Linked DNA regions of Macaca mulatta: region 1 is linked to region 2. The links are chromatin contacts, called in public Hi-C maps. All regions are on one chromosome and are shown on one strand. The core of a region is the stretch at or near the end of the contact, and the rest is flanking DNA. Distances in the headings are between cores, read along the strand shown. Region 1 holds the start of SERTAD2 (SERTA domain containing 2). Region 2 overlaps LOC144333762 (a long non-coding RNA gene).

The links. Hi-C and Micro-C count contacts between places; a contact is called where the count stands out from the background.
Region 1: a Hi-C map of round spermatid shows a contact between it and region 2, with 2.6 times the contacts expected there. The contact joins the promoter of SERTAD2 here to the enhancer-like site in region 2. A contact is called at or near these places in 7 of 14 Hi-C or Micro-C datasets (cortical neurons, fetal cortex germinal zone, fetal cortical plate and 4 more).

What each region holds. Positions count from the first base shown.
Region 1 is chr13:60,076,173-60,078,872 of T2T-MMU8v2.0, reverse strand. It overlaps SERTAD2 (SERTA domain containing 2), which reads right to left and starts at 1,298. Exons shown (of 2, transcript NM_001261684.1): 1 at 1,057-1,298.
Region 2 is chr13:59,870,306-59,873,005 of T2T-MMU8v2.0, reverse strand. LOC144333762 (a long non-coding RNA gene) reads right to left here. Exons shown (of 3, transcript XR_013402756.1): 3 at 295-1,352. Among named protein-coding and RNA genes, the nearest start is that of SLC1A4, 140 kb to the right of the region's middle. Within about 2 kb of position 1,390, at least 16 of the 40 cell types and tissues checked have an H3K27ac peak or open chromatin away from gene starts, as enhancers often do. A contact at or near this core is called in cortical neurons, where this site is marked.

The DNA of each region.
Region 1 (2,700 bases), core at 49-2,548, 210 kb before region 2:
ACAAAGCTTGAAAACATGTACTCTCTCCCCTAAGACCAACTGGGGCTGCCCAATTCGATTCAAATAAAAACTGCTGTGGTCTGAGGCTGGCTGTCTCACTCTGCTGACGGTCCTCCCCATTCGGTGTCTGTGAAAATTAACTTTCTACCTCCTGAAACGACTCAGCTTGCAAGCAAAAAGTTATTCCAATGCAAACTATACCTGATCTTTTCGTGAAACTTAGAAACTAAACCTAAAACTCGACTCCCATTCTCAATCCATTACTACCACTTCTGCTAAAGGTAAGATAACTTACAGCCAAGAAACAAAACAAAACAAAACAAAACAAAACACGATTTTCTCTCCATGCAGTGGCCCTGTGACGACACCCCCTGTCTTACTGGTACAAAGTCTAGAGCTTGGGACAGCTGGCTCCCCTCAGCCCCCTCCCTTTCAGTCATAGGCGGTTACCACCAAGATGACTTGTAGATTTCTAACTTAAAAACCAACGAGACGTTCAGTTTAATATACACATAGATCCCAAATCAATTCATTTGGGCATGGGCGAAAAGAGGGTGGAAAGGGACGTTTTTAACATAAACAAAAACACCGGGAAATTCACAAAAACGCACTACAGCAAGTTGGATGCAAACCCGGCCACGGAACTCAAAAGTGAAGCAGCCTTCGCGCCAGCAATCCGAGCCTTAAAAAGTCTCGCACGTTCACAACAACACAACCGCCACAACGCGCACACACATCCCAGCTGTAGAGGCGACAGCTCCAGGCGCCCCCACCCGCCGCTCGGCTCTCAGAGCTCCCGACCCCCTCCTGACCCCGGCCCTGCCCCCAGCGGCTCAGCCCGCAGGCGCCCGGGGTCCGAGAGCGCGGGGCCGGGGCCGCGGGAGGGAGCGCTCCTCCCGTACCTGTTCCGTCCCCGGCTCCCTCCCGCTGCGGCGCCCGGCCCCTCCTCCGCCCTCAGGGCTCTCCCGGCCCTGGCCGAGTCCCAACACCGCCCCCCATCCACCCGGAGCCCCAGCGCCCACGGATCCCCTCCAGCCCGGCGCCGGGAGAACTTACCACATGCAGCTCCACCTGGGAACTAACGCATCAGGAGGGGTTTCCGCCCACTCCTCAGCTACTCCAGCTCCATGCGGAGTGCCCCGCTCCAGGGGCCCGAGGGTGGCGCCGGGGAGCGGGCAGCAGGCGAGGCCGAAGCTAAGACTCCGCCGTCCTCTGCCTGCGCTCCCCGAGCATTATACAATGGTGGAGGCGGCGGCGGCAGGCAGCACAGGAGGAAGCGAGAGGCGGGCGGAGGGGGCGCCCTGACCGAGCGAGCGGCAGCTCGTGCTCCAGCACTCGCCGTGCAGGAGTGACGTGCGGCCCGCGAGCCTCCCGCGAGCTCCGGGCCCCGGCGCCGCAGGCCCCGCCCCTCGCCGCCCGGCCCCGCCCCCGCCGGCCCCGCCCCGGCCCGCCTCTCCCCCGCGGTCCCGGGAGGCGCGATAAAGGCCGAGCCCGGCCGCGGCCGCCAGAGGAGCAGGAAGGGGCGACAGAGCGCAGGGGCGGCGGGTGGCAGCGCCGCCCCCAGCTCCCTCCCGGGCCGGCGCGCCCCTATTTTCTCGTAAGGACGGGCTGAAAGAGGAGGAGAGAGAGAAGGAGACACTCCGGCCTGAGGACCACCACTGCCACTAGTAACGCCCCCCATACTCTAGAAGCGCTCAGGCGAATGACGAAGCGGCTGGTGACAAAGGCGGCGGCGAGTGCAGCGCGTGCACAGCCCGCGGAGTCGCGCGACCGCAAATATGACAAGCATTTGAGCTATTTGGCAACGTGGGGCCGGTCAGCGGGGCGGGCAGGGTCCCCGCGGGGGGCGAGGGGCAGAGAACTGGCCCGGGCGCCCGTCTCGCTGCCTGCGGGGTTCCTGGGCGGGGGTCCGCTGCGGGACACTCCTCCGAGGCCCGCACGGGTCCGAACGGCAGGATGGGGGCTCCAACCGTGAGTCGGGGACAGAAAAAGTCCCTTGCCCTCGTGGCCTCAGCCCGACGCGCGAAGTGGGTCACCAAGTCCACGGCACTTGGGGAGCCGGACCGAAAGAGTTGCATCCTTCGGGGTCGGCCGGGCCGCGGTGCAGACCCGGCAGGAGGGAAGCCAGGCTAGGAGACGCAGCCAGGTCGGAGGCGCCCACAAGTTTCACGTTGGTGGCCTTTCCCTCCCGTGGAGTAAGCTTATGCTTGGAACTACTTAAATTTACCAGCGAAATTTATACTAGTTGGAAGAGAACGTGTGTATGCTCAAATGGTGAGAATTTAAGAGCACTAGGGAAAGAGGCCAGAGAGATGGTTCGACTGGAAAATTAATGATTATTTTAAAAATTACATGTGCATTCAGTGTAAAGATGTAAAAAGCAATGCAGGCAGGCACCTTAAAATTTTGGCTGGCACCCCAATCAATATCATTTCAGATCACTTTGGAGTTTAATGGTTCACTATGCTAGTTGTATTTAAGGATAATAAAGCTTTAAGACCTAACATAAAGGTGATTGTAAGTCGTTAACATCAAGAGAAATTTAGACTTGTTTAAACTGTTCTGTAATGATTTGTTATCAATCAAATTGATGATCTCATCGAAATTAAACGTGCTAAAATGTTGATAGAGGAGACAACGCTTCTTGTTTTATCCTTGAGGAGGATGGAAAAGGTTTTTACCGGACCCTTAGTATAATTA
Region 2 (2,700 bases), core at 141-2,640:
GAGTTACCAAATGATCCAGGAATTCCACATCTAGGTCTATACCCCAAAAAATTGAAAACAGGTATTCAAATTCTTGTACATGAATGTTGATAGTGGCATTATTCATAATAGCCAAAGGTAGAAACAACCCAAATGCTCATCAGCTAATGAATAGGTAAACAAAAAGTGGTGTATCTATGCAGTGGAATAGTATTCAGCCCCAAGAAATAATGATGTACTTAAACATTCTACAATGTTAACGAAGCCTGAAAACATTATGCTAAGTGAAAGAATCCAGACACAAAAGGTCACATATTGTATGACTCCATTTATATGAAATTTTCAGACTTGGTAAAGCCATCTTCCAGAAGTACAGCCGTAGAGACAGAAAGCAGACTAGTGGTTGCCAGGAGTTGATGGGAGAGGGAAAGAGGAAGTGATTGCTTAATGAGTATGGTGTTTCCTTTTGGGATGATGAAAAGATCTTCAACTGGATAGAGGTGCTGGTTGCACAGACTTGTGAATGTAAGTGCCACTGAACTGCACACTTTAAAATGGTTAATGGTTAATGATTAATTTTGTGTTATGTGAATAAAAAGAAAAAAATCCAACCAGGTACGGTGGCTCACGCCTGTGATCCCAGCACTTTGGGAGGCCCAGGAGGGCGGATCACTTGAGGTCAGGAGTTCCAGACTAGCTTGACCAACAGGGTGAAACCCCATCTCTACTAAAATAAAAAAATTAGCTGAGCGTGGTGGCAGGTGCCTGTAATCCCAGATATTTGGGAGGCTGAGGCAGGAGAATTACTTGAACCCAGGAGGTGGAGGTTGAAGTGAGCCAAGATCACGCCACTGCACTCCAGCCTTGGTGACAGAGTGATACTCCATCTCAAAAAAAAAAAAAAGAAAGAAAAGAAAAGAAAAAGAAAAAAGAAAAAAGAAAAAAATCCAATGCTTTTTTTTTTTTTTTTTTGAGACGAGGTCTCACTACGTTGCCCAGGCTGGGCTCAAGCAATCCTCCCACCTCAGCCACCCTCTCCCCAAAACTCCACTTCCCACCCCCAGTCACAGAAACTGCTGACATGTACCCCAGTGCCTGGCTCTTTTTTCTTTTTCAATACATAAGAAATAAAATCGAATGAAAATTTGGCAGGGGGGAAGAAGTATATGGGCTCTCATGTAACTGCAAAGTCCAGTATGAATCCTGCTGACTTCAGACACGACTGTATCCTGAGGTTCAGCAATGTTGTCAAGGTTTCGTCTCCATCTCAGCAGCCCTTGTGTGTGGGAGGAGAGGGACACTGCCAATTCTGGTGTCACATGAGGCTGAGTAAAGAAGAGAGGAAGCTGCTTCCTGGAATGGGTCACGTGGACCTGCGGATATAGACACATCGTTGGTCCAATCACCAGGGACTCCAGGGTATGGAGTCTTCTGACTCATCTGGCTCAAACTACGTGGTCACCCTCACGGTTAGCCCACGCTGGAGGTGAGAGGCAAAGTGTGAGGTCAACGCCACCCAAACCTTATGGACAGAATGGTCTCTATGGAATGAGGAAAGGTGATTGCCAGGCAGAGGAAAGAATGCTGGGTAGCAAAATGAATCCTCCATAGGGCCTTCGCTGGCCTTTCTTGCCCTCCATCCAGGAAGAGCCTCCCTTCTTTCCCTACTGTGTGCGAAGGCTCCACTCCTTCCCTAAGCAACTCTGCCCACTCAGACCTTCCTGGGCAGCACAACTACACTCAGGAGGAGAAACCCAACCCTGGAGGCCATCGTGTTAATTTTGTTTTCCAGAGAGCAACTTGGCACTGAACTGAATTCTGATTGTTCTTATCCTTTAACTCTGCATGGATGCTTTTAGGAATATGTTCTAAAGAAAAGTTCAGCAAGATTCAAAGACGTATGCACATAAGGATGACCTTAGGTAACCGTTTATCAACTTGGAAACAACATAAGTGGGCATCAACAGGGGAGGGGTTGCAAGGTGCAGTGGCTCACACCTATAATCCTAAAACTTTGGGAGGCTGAAGTGGGAGGATTGTTTGGGCTAGGAGTTTGGGGCCAGGCTGGACAACATAGTGAGATACTATCTCTACAAAAATTTAAAACCAGCCAGATGTGGCCGGCCATGGTGGCTCAGGCCTATAACCCCAGCACTTTGGGAGGCTGAGGCAGATAGATCACCTGAGGTCAGGAGTTCGAGACCAGCCTGGCCAACATGGTGAAACACCCTCTCTACTAAAAATACAAAAATTAGCTGGACACAGTGGCACACATCTGTAATCCCAGCTACTCTGGAGGCTGAGGCAGGAGAATTTCTTAAACCTGAAAGATGGAGGGTGCAGTGAGCTGAGATCATGCCACTGCACTCTAGCCTGGGTGACAGAGTGAGACTCCATCTTAAAAAAAAAAAAAAAAAAAAAAAAAGCCAGATGTAGTGGTGTGCACCTGTAGTCACAGCTATTTAGGAGGCTGAAGTGGGAGGACTGTTTGAGTCCAGGAGTTTGAGGCTACAGCACGGCACTCTAGCCTAGGAAACAGAGTGAGACTCTATCTAAAAACAAACAAACAACAGCAATGACAAAAATCGGTTAATTTAATTAATTTAATTAATTTTGGGGGGTTAAATTATGATGAAGACAAATGAAGGTCAGCCATGCAGCTGTTTCAAAGGATAATTCATTTCTGCATTTATTGACCATGAGATTTGTTTTTTTTTTTTT